Regions from separate parts of the Zea mays genome. Here region 1 is linked to region 2. Evidence: chromatin contacts called from public Hi-C data. All regions are on one chromosome and are shown on one strand. Each heading gives the region's core, a stretch centred on a gene start, on an enhancer-like site or on the middle of the called end of the contact. The rest is flanking DNA. Distances are from core to core; before and after follow the strand shown.

Evidence for each region. Hi-C and Micro-C count contacts between places; a contact is called where the count stands out from the background.
Region 1: a Hi-C map of ear shows a contact between it and region 2, with 3 times the contacts expected there. The contact joins two enhancer-like sites. A contact is called at or near these places in 2 of 25 Hi-C or Micro-C datasets (ear and tassel).

What each region holds. Positions count from the first base shown.
Region 1 is chr4:42,978,506-42,983,549 of Zm-B73-REFERENCE-NAM-5.0, forward strand. No RefSeq gene overlaps it. Among protein-coding and RNA genes, the nearest start is that of LOC103655248, 39 kb to the right of the region's middle. Within about 2 kb of position 2,051, at least 10 of the 20 cell types and tissues checked have an H3K27ac peak or open chromatin away from gene starts, as enhancers often do. A contact at or near this core is called in ear, where this site is marked.
Region 2 is chr4:42,789,769-42,794,639 of Zm-B73-REFERENCE-NAM-5.0, forward strand. No RefSeq gene overlaps it. Among protein-coding and RNA genes, the nearest start is that of LOC100383143, 14 kb to the left of the region's middle. Within about 2 kb of position 3,318, at least 18 of the 20 cell types and tissues checked have an H3K27ac peak or open chromatin away from gene starts, as enhancers often do. A contact at or near this core is called in ear, where this site is marked.

The DNA.
Region 1 (5,044 bases), core at 801-3,300, 190 kb after region 2:
TATAGGAAATGATTAAGTCCATTTCCCTTTCACTTATCTCTCCTTCGCGACGTGATTACTTTCCCTCTCTGTTGTCCTCTCTCGGTGGCAGCACGGAGTCGTCGGTGGATGTGCAGGTGCTCAGTGATGCGATGACCGGTTTTATAGGGGCGAGCAAAGCGTACCTGGCGGAATCTCAAAGCTCTCGGCGGTGGTTGAGATGCTCGCAATAGCCAAGGGAAGGGGAAGCCACCGGTGTCATGGGCCCACCCACCAGCGCCTGAGCGCGACCGCGTGCGGAGCGCCACAACGTTGAGGGTCCACCTAGCAGGCTGTGTGAGGGCGCACACGAGGTGGCCACAGGAGCTCGACCCTTGGGGTCCACCTGCCAATGTTGGGTGAGGCTCGACTGTTGTGATGGGCTGGGAAGAGTGAGTGGAGAAAGGTTATTGGGCCTGACTGAGGGAGGGAATCGGCACAGGTAGTGGCAAACCTTCTCTTTTTTCCTTTCTTATTTCCTATTTTTATTTTGATTTACCTTTCCAATTTCAGTTTTCCAATTCTAATTCAAGTTCAAATTTTATTTAGAGTTCAGATTTCAAGATTATATGCATCACATAAAACTCAACATGAATACAAAGGTTTTAATTTATTTTAATTTATTTATTATCTTGCTCATGCACATAAATGCTTCTAACTCTATATGTAATTCAATACTAATAGTTTTATCTAATAAACACTTTTACTCAATAATGGAATATATTTTTTGTTTACTTAAATTCAATTCCAGTGTTAGTATTCAAAAATCTAAATTTTCCATTAATTTGTCTTAGGAGATTATTCTAAAAGGTAAGGAAATCCTTATAAAGGTATATTTTAGATTTTAAATCTTTAGAGGATTTTCTTAAATGACAAAATAGGATTTTAGGGTGTTACAAATAAGGTCCCACTAGTCAGCGGTTCTAGAAACCATGATAGTATCCGGACCCCGCGGTTCGGGTCACCTCCCAGCTGACGAACTGTCGGGCCATTATCATTCACGGTCGACATGGTGGCCATGAGCCCTGATCTAAGGCCTTGGTCATCACATAATGTAGAGACATCCTAGGGGAAAAATATGCTCTAGAATAAAGGCCTCACTAGATATCTCGTTGTTCAAAAGCTCCAGCTCCTCCTAGGTCAAATCGGAATTGTCCTCACGCACGATCCGGTAGCAGTCAAGCGAAACGGTGAACTAGCAAGACAACTGCGACCTCTGATGAAACGGCATGATCCGCGCTTCTGGAAATCGCTGAGCATACATGTCAATGTAAGACCTTTCGATGCTAGGGCCTTGATCCTGTCTATCATGGGGTCGAACACCATCGGTAGAGGCAGTCTACCCCTCTAGAACTTACGGTCGGTGGTCGGCCCCTCGGTCGACAGGATGAGGCATTCACTAGCCTCGGTCCTGGCATTCACCCAATCATGTCTCCAATCCTCCTGTTTCCCGCCAGCAAGGGTCTTGACGTAGAAAATGGATGGATCGGGCCTCGTTTGGAAGTAGTAAGCACCAAGCACGTCCCTTCCCTTCTCTGACTTCACTAACACGAAGAAATGGTGGAAAAGTGAAGTGCAAGGGTGCTGCCCCACGAACATCTCTCACAAGTGGATGAAGATGGCCACCTAGAGGATGGAGTGGGGGGTAAGGTGTTGAAGTTGGAGGTCGTACTCATCCAGCAGTAGCATAAAGAAGGAGGAATTGGTAGTGCAAGCCAAGCAGACATGTTGGAGATAAAAAGGACGAACTCCCTTGGCTACAAGGCACCCAATGGTAGCATCCCCGCATGGATTCTGCTGGCGTGCTCCGGTGAAGTCCACCCCAGCAGACGACACACCTTATCAAGGTCGCATTGGGTTTGGAATCGGCGAGGATGAATAAGGGAAGCCATGACGTTGGTGGCGGCGCAAACAAAGGACGAGGAAGAGCGCATGTTTGGAGATGAAGCAAATGCGGAAAGGTAACCGCAATACACTGTATGAATCCTTTTCTAGGCAGACTCTCCCGCACTCACCCCTGGATCGCCGCGCAAAATCTCAGGAGACGTCACCCGGGACCCAGGTACCCTATCTATGACATGAGGGCCAGATCTATCAGTCGTGCAAAAGAAATGCTAGAAACAAGTGCAATAAATACTTTCTTGGTTCCACCGCAACAGTCAAAACCATTTTGACCACCAAAGCGGTGTTGAAGCATCGCTCACATGACCTGGAGACCCATCCTGCATGAGGGTCACATGTCAGTCAGCCGCTACGACGGAACGATGGGAAAAGGGTTAACGGATGGCACAACAATGGGCACGCCACCTCTGTATGGTTATCAAAAGGTCGTTTGAAACAATATTGTCGATTATGGCCCACCTGCGGGTTCGGGACCTCACCCAAGTGTAACACCCTAAACTTTGGGGTATAAAAATTACTTTGCTCTATACTCAAAATTCAGGAGTTATCCTCTCTTTTCCTTGCTTTTCTTTTCTTTTTTCTAAATAATGAAGAGTTATTATATATATATAGGCATAAACCTAATAAAATAAAACCCTAGAGTAGTTTTGCTTGTTGTATTCATGTTGTTGCATAGTATTTATGAGCGCAAAATTCTTCAAAACATGTTAATTTATTTTGAGGGTGCTACATTTTTTAACCTTCGAAACATTTTTCGGGTATTAAACATGAATTTCAGCTTTTCTAATATTATGTCAATCCCTAAAATTTAGTGTTTGTGAAAACCAATTATTCTGAAAACCCAAAATTATATATATATATATATGGAGGGGGATATTGGGAGCCCAGGGCTTCAAATAGTTACAGGAAACCCTAGCCACCTCTGGACCGCACCTAACAACCAGGTGCATGTGGTCTGGTGCGTCCCCGCCATGCACCAGGTTAAACCTTCCCTATGACCCGGGTGGCCTCACCGCATTCACCCCACGCGCCCCTACATGCACATTTGTTTCTATTTGCATGTGTGGGCGCATTTGTTTCTATTTGCTTGCGTGAAAATTTTGGAAGGCATGCACACAATTTAGAAACTGGATTGGCATGCGTGGAAACGAAAATTCTGATTTAAATGCTTTATTCTGTCCATAAATAGAATCTCTATAACAGTCATGCAGTTAGGTCGTTAGAAACATTTTATTATATATACCAACACAAATTATGCTACACATGAATGTATTTATGCATTACGGTACGCTACGTAAAATCAGTTTCCTAGTGCATGTGCACAAATTTAGGATGACAAGAACATGCGTTGAGAGAAAATGAATTGCCATGCAATGAAACCAAAAAATCTGATTTAAATGTTTTATTTCCCCCATAATATGGTTCGGTACCTCATCCAAGTGCAACACCCTAATTTTTGGGTATAAAAATTTCTTTGCTCTATACTCAAAATTCAGGACCTCTTTTTCTTGCTTTTCTTTTCTTTTTTTAAATAATAAAGAGTTATTATATGTATAGGCATAAACCTAGTAAAATAAAACCCAAGAGTAGTTTTGATTGTTGTATTCATGTTGTTGCATAGTATTTGTGAGCGCAAAATTCTTCAAAACATGTTAATTTATTTTGAGGGTGTTTCATTTTTTGAACCTTAGAAATATTTTTCGAGTATTAAACGTGAATTTCAACTTTTCTGATATTATGTCAATCCCTAAATTTTAGTGTTTGCGAAAACCAATTATTCCGAAAACCCGAAATTATATATATATATATATATATATATATAGAGAGAGAGAGAGAGAGAGAGAGAGAGATATTGGGAGTCTAGGGCTTCAAATAGTTACACGAAGCCTAGCCACCTCTGGACCGCACCTAACAACCAGGTGCATACGGTCTGGTGCGTCTCTCACCATGCACCAGGTCAAACCTTCCCTCTAACCCGGCTGGCCTCACCGCATCCACCCCCACGCGCCCCCGCATGCGCATTTGTTTCTATTTGCATGTGTGGGCGCATTTGTTTCTATTTGCATGCGTGAAAATTTTGGAAGGCATGCACACAATTTAGAAAATGGATTGGCATGTGTGGAAACGAAAAATCTGATTTAAATGCTTTATTTTATCCATAAATAGGATCTCTATAACAACCATGCAGTTAGGTCGTTAGAAAGATATTATATATAATACAAATTATGTTACACATGTATGTGTTTATGCAATACGGTACGCTACGTAAAATCAGTTTCCTAGTGCACGTGCACAAATTTAGGATGACAAGAACATGCGTTCAGAGAAAATGGATTAACATGCAATGAAACCAAAAAAATCTAATTTGAATGTTTTATTTCCCCCATAATTTGGTTCAGTGTCTCATCCAAATGTAACACCCTAAATTTTGGGGTATAAAAATTTCTTTGCTCTATACTCAAAATTCAGGAGTTACCCTCTCTTTTCCTTGCTTTTCTTTTCTTTTTCTAAATAATGAAAAGTTATTATATATATAGGCATAAACCTAGTAAAATAAAACCCTATAGTAGTTTTGATTGTTGTATTCATGTTGTTGCATAGTATTTATGAGCGCAAAATTCTTCAAAACATGTTAATTTATTTTGAGGGTGTTTCATTTTTTGAACCTTCGAAACATTTTTCGGGTATTAAACGTGAATTTCAACTTTTCTGATATTATGTCAATCCCTAAATTTTAGTGTTTGTGAAAAACAATTATTCTGAAAACCCGAAATTATATATATATATGGAGGGAGATATTGGGAGTCCAGGGCTTCAAATAGTTACAGGAAGCCCTAGCCATCTCTTGACCGCACCTAACAACTAGGTGCATGCGGTCTGGTGCGTACCCACGCCATAAACCAGATCAAACCTTCCCTCTGACCCGGCTGGCCTGACCGCATCCACCCCCACACACCCCTGCACGCCCATTTGTTTCTATTTGCATGTGTGGGCGCATTTGATTATATTTGCATGCGTGAAAATTTTGGACAGCATGCACACAATTTAGAAAATGGATTGGCATGCAAGGAAACGAAAAATCTGATTTAAATACTTTATTCTATCCATAAATAGGATCTCTATA
Region 2 (4,871 bases), core at 2,068-4,567:
TTACTCTGTGCTTCTTTGTGAATCTTAAGTGTAAGGGCGAGAGACTCCAATTTGTGGAGATTCCTCGCGAGTGGGATAAAGATAAGCAAGACAAAACACCGTGGTATTCAAGTGGGTCTTTGGACCGCTTGAGAGGGGTTGATTGCAACCCTCGTCCGTTGGGACGCCACAACGTGGAGTAGGCAAGTTTTGTACTTGGCCGAACCACGGGATAAATCACCGTGTCTTCTCTGTGTTGAATTCTTTGTGATTGTCGTATTGTGCAAGATCTCCTCTTTAGCCACTTGGCAATTACTGTGCTAACCCTTAACAAGTTTTTGTGGCTATAAGCTTAAGTTTTACAGGATCACCTATTCACCCCCCCCTCTAGGTGCTCTCAACAACGTTAAGCTTCCACAAGGAATTACCCTTGACTTTCTTGTGATTTTCCATGTACATTTCGAGTTCCCCCTCTATGTACTGTCCCTCGGCACTCATATATTTTGTTAAGTCATCTTGCAGCTGCATAAGAGCTATTGCATCTGCCAAATAAGGAGATGGACATGTGTCAAAAAATAAGGAGACAACAAAATCCATGAAAAACACAGCACATCAACATAGATGATGCCAAAAACTGCATTATATGTTCTCAATATTTTCAGACAAAACTCTGATGGTTAGTTCTACATTACCTGTGTCAGCTGTTATTTGGGATTTGATAAAATGCCCTTTGTCTCTAAACCATTCAGCAATAAACGGAACCCCAAAAACATTGCTTTCTTTCCAAGTCCTCATAGAAGGACACACACGAAATGATGAAGGGGCAGGTCAAACCCGCGCTCATAGAAGGACGCGAGCATGACCACCTCGCTGTCCCCGGGACAAGGCACCTCACCTTCACTTTCCAACCTCCACTCTGATGCCTCTCTCGAGGGAATGAACCCTTTCTTCTCTAGACAAAGGAGACGACTCTCCCGGATCAGGGAAACAGGGAATGACACCATCCGTGCAGTGGGCAAAGTGGACGGGCACAAGGAGGCAAGGAGGCACGACGAGAAAGCACAAGCAACTAGAGGGCTTCTAGGGGAGAAAGGAAGCAAGGGCTCGAGCGCAAGAATATGGTAAGCGAAACTAACCCCGATCACTTCCTCCTCTCTACTTATGCAGGGGATAGGGGTGACACCTGAAAAGTGGGGCCACCACAAACAACACTGACTGGGGCCACAATGGGTATCAGGCAGAAAAGACTGTGTGCCTTGCATGTTTTCACCGCCTGGGATAGAGCGCCAACGGGGCACGCCACATAGGATGCCCCAGCAACGAGCGAGGCGGTTAACCAAACCACCACTCCACCCCAACGTGATAGGGCAGGCAGGCTATTTCGCGTCCCGTCAAGCCACCCACGCCGAGCGGTGTCATGATGACCACCCATTTACCACACTACGGTAGTGATTGCATCAGACCAACCAGGTAAAAATTGAACTCATCTTAATTTCTCACGCAGAGTGAGGGGTGGATCGAGCAAGCACCCAGCGAGTCACAAGCTAGGTGATCGACCCATAGGTCATTTGCTCGCATCCACATCCAGGATAGAACCTCACATTTCTCTGCGGAAAACAGGATAACGGGGTGGCCACAAGGCCCCTCTTTGGTCGGCTATACCGACCAAAGGGCCAGAACAAGATCGAATAAGGAAGGACTAAATGAGATGCCCCTAGGGGGTCGAGCCCCCTAGTGGGACCACTCGCTGAAACTAAACCCCGCCAAAGGGTGGTCGGATCTCACTTGGATAACGTGTTTGGAGCTCGACGACCGCTTTCCCCATGCCGACTAGGTCGGTGGAGGGAGGTCCTCCCCTTGGAAAGAACCTCGAGAGAGCTTATGAGGGGAGAAGCATGATGTAATACCCCAAATTGTGGATAATAGAAGCGAAGGGATTAAGTTATATATATGGCCTTTATCTATTTATGCAAATGAGTGCTCATGTTTAAAGTAACCAAGTCAATGTATGAAATCTCTACTACTTATTAAGGCGGTAAGGGGTAGGCTGTCATTCCGTGTTCTGCCATTCCCGTTCCCCCTCCCCGCACTGTCTTTCTCATTCTCCCCTCCCCGCAAAGCCCATTCCCATTCACGGCTGCCATTCCGTGTTCTGCCATTCCCATTACCCCCTCCCCGCACAGTCTTTCTCATTCCTCCTCCCCGCAAATCTCATTCCCATTTCCACGTGCATCCCACGTCTAGCTAAAATTAAATTTAAAAAACACAAATGTGGCTCCAATAGGATTCGAGCCTGCGACCTCTCAAGCAAATGTGCTCGTAGCTACCACTACACCACATGTGTGTTTATGTCAATATCTGTTACAGTAAAATATATACTACATCTCTCCCAAAGCTCACCTGCTACCTTTGCACAATGTGTAGTAGTAGATAATTATCAACGAGATTCCTGAATTATATTTTTGGATGAAGGGAGTAGTATTTAAAAAAGAGCCTTGCATGCAATTTCTTTTGTTTGAGTAATGTTTTCAACTTAAATTCTTTTTTATATGTGTGACATTTATTCTCCGTAATATTTTTCCATGGCTCTGACTTGTGAGTCATTTTCATAAACCAACGCCAAAGATGAATCCATGTTTCTTACTTGGAAACCCCGAACAAACACCACTGGCACGAGGCGCTCGCGTTAGTGTCGCTCATCGACGACGAAAAGAAGCTTGGCGACTGTCAACATCTTCCTCAACAAACCCATGGGAACCTGTCGCTACAGATGCGCCAAACCCACCGTGGGGGAGGGGGTAGCTCGGAGTCTTGGGCTGAACCGGCTAGACTCCTGCCCTAGGGGGTATATACGCGGCCCTCTGACTCTCCCCGCTCACCCACCTTAAGCCGCCAGGAGCCGTATTCGCCTGAGATCCACTGTCGAGTGTGGGAGAGGTCAGCCACCGAGGAAGCTTCGATTTACCGGTGTTGGGCCTCCGGTGCGTGTCGGGGGTACACCATGGGAGCTGGGGAACTTGCAGGGTGCATCCGTGCGTGGTGGTGCTGACAAGAGCATGGTGAATTTCACGCCGACGCAAGCTCTGCATCGCAGTGTCGCCCTTCACCGAGAACATGAACCTCCACGCCCCTCCCATGATAAGGGTCATCTCCATTGATTTCCCATCGCCCTCACGACATGTAAACACAATTAGGTAGGCACGTAGGGCACTGGGGCACCTGATCGGTGTGCTCGCCGGAACTCTCAGATGCGGCGGCACACAACCACCATGTTCTGCGCTGGGTGCAGCAGAAGCTCAGACAACCGCTGATCTCCTGACGGGTGGCTCTGATGCGGCCGCAGGCGTACCCTTTGGCCTAATTAATCTGCACCCTCGGATCGATATCTGGTGGTTCCGAATAGGTTTAGATTCATTAAATCTTATTTGTTGATCCTAGATCTGACGTGCGGCGACGCATATCGGTTTGGTAAAAGCTGAAATCTATCCAGGCCACGTGATCCAAATCCAACGGATTGATCGCGCCAATACCCCTTCAGCCGACCCCGTTTTGCAAAAGGGTCCTGGGGGTTTTAGTAAAACAACCCGCCATCCTCTGGTCGTAGTAATTAATCACAGACAAGTCCTATTTTCTTAATATTTTAGCCATGAACTTTCCAATAATAGTGTCCACGGTCCAGTCAGCTTATAATTATGTAAAAAGATTCTAAAATTGAATTTCTAGTATAGAATTAATTCATTAATATTAGAAAATCCATAACTCTCTCTTTTTAACTCAGATTTTAGTGGTTCTCGAACCTAGAGTTCCGTCTCGACACATAGAACAATATTATACAATTTATTCTCATGTTTGGTGTGATGATAATTTTTGCCTATACCATATTTGTATGCATTGTTGCGAGTAGATGAGCAAGTGATTGAGGAACCCGGAACCCAGCAGGTGGAGAACTCTGAGTAGGAGCTCGTTGAAGGCAAGTTGTATCCTTGATCACTTCTATTTACCCAATAATGTTCGTTTTAATTATTATGATCTGCATAGGTTAATTTTGATGGGACCTAATAGGTCACCCTAATTTGGTCATCTTTATACCTTGATTACCACTGAACTTTTGGGTAGCATATGTTATTGCTTTATGTGGTTTTGGGTGTTAAGATACACATTATTTATGATCATGATATTTATTGTCAATGAGTTATTTACTGTTTATGATAAGATCATTATGTTAATGGGAATATGGAGAACCACCCGGGAAAACAGTGCTACCACAAGGGTGGTATGGGACGCCCTTGACTGACTAATTAGGAAAGCTGGTGGTGGACTACCTTACCTGAAAGGGGCAAGGGCGGTAGGGGAGTTGTCAGTATAGGGTGGTTCTTGGGTTGATCATGCTGCGATGGCTTTTCAGACGAGGGATTCCTATATTGCTCTCCTCAGAAACCATAGCGGGTTTTCTGAAGCTAGTGGAACTTTGTAAATGCCTCGTAGTGCTACCCTGCCTCGCCTCCTCGGTAGAGGTGTATGGGGTCCGTATAACCCCATGGCAGATGGGTAACACGACTTGTGTGTAAAGATGTGCAACCTCTGCAGAGTGTAAAACTGATATATCAACCATGCTCACGGTCAAGAGCGTCTCAGACCCTCACATGAGTAACTTATGAAATTAAACTTAATTGGTCATTTGCATCACATTGTGGTTTATTATTAATTATGATCTCTGATTTATTTGGGTTGCTATTTACTTATACTTAGTAACTGCTAATAAAATTTGACCAACTTATTAAAAGCAATGCATTGCCTTAACCATTATTTGTTGATTAGCCTGACACTATACATGGGCCCCCACTTTTGTGAGCTCATGCACATTATTCCCCACACTTGTTGAGCGATGAACT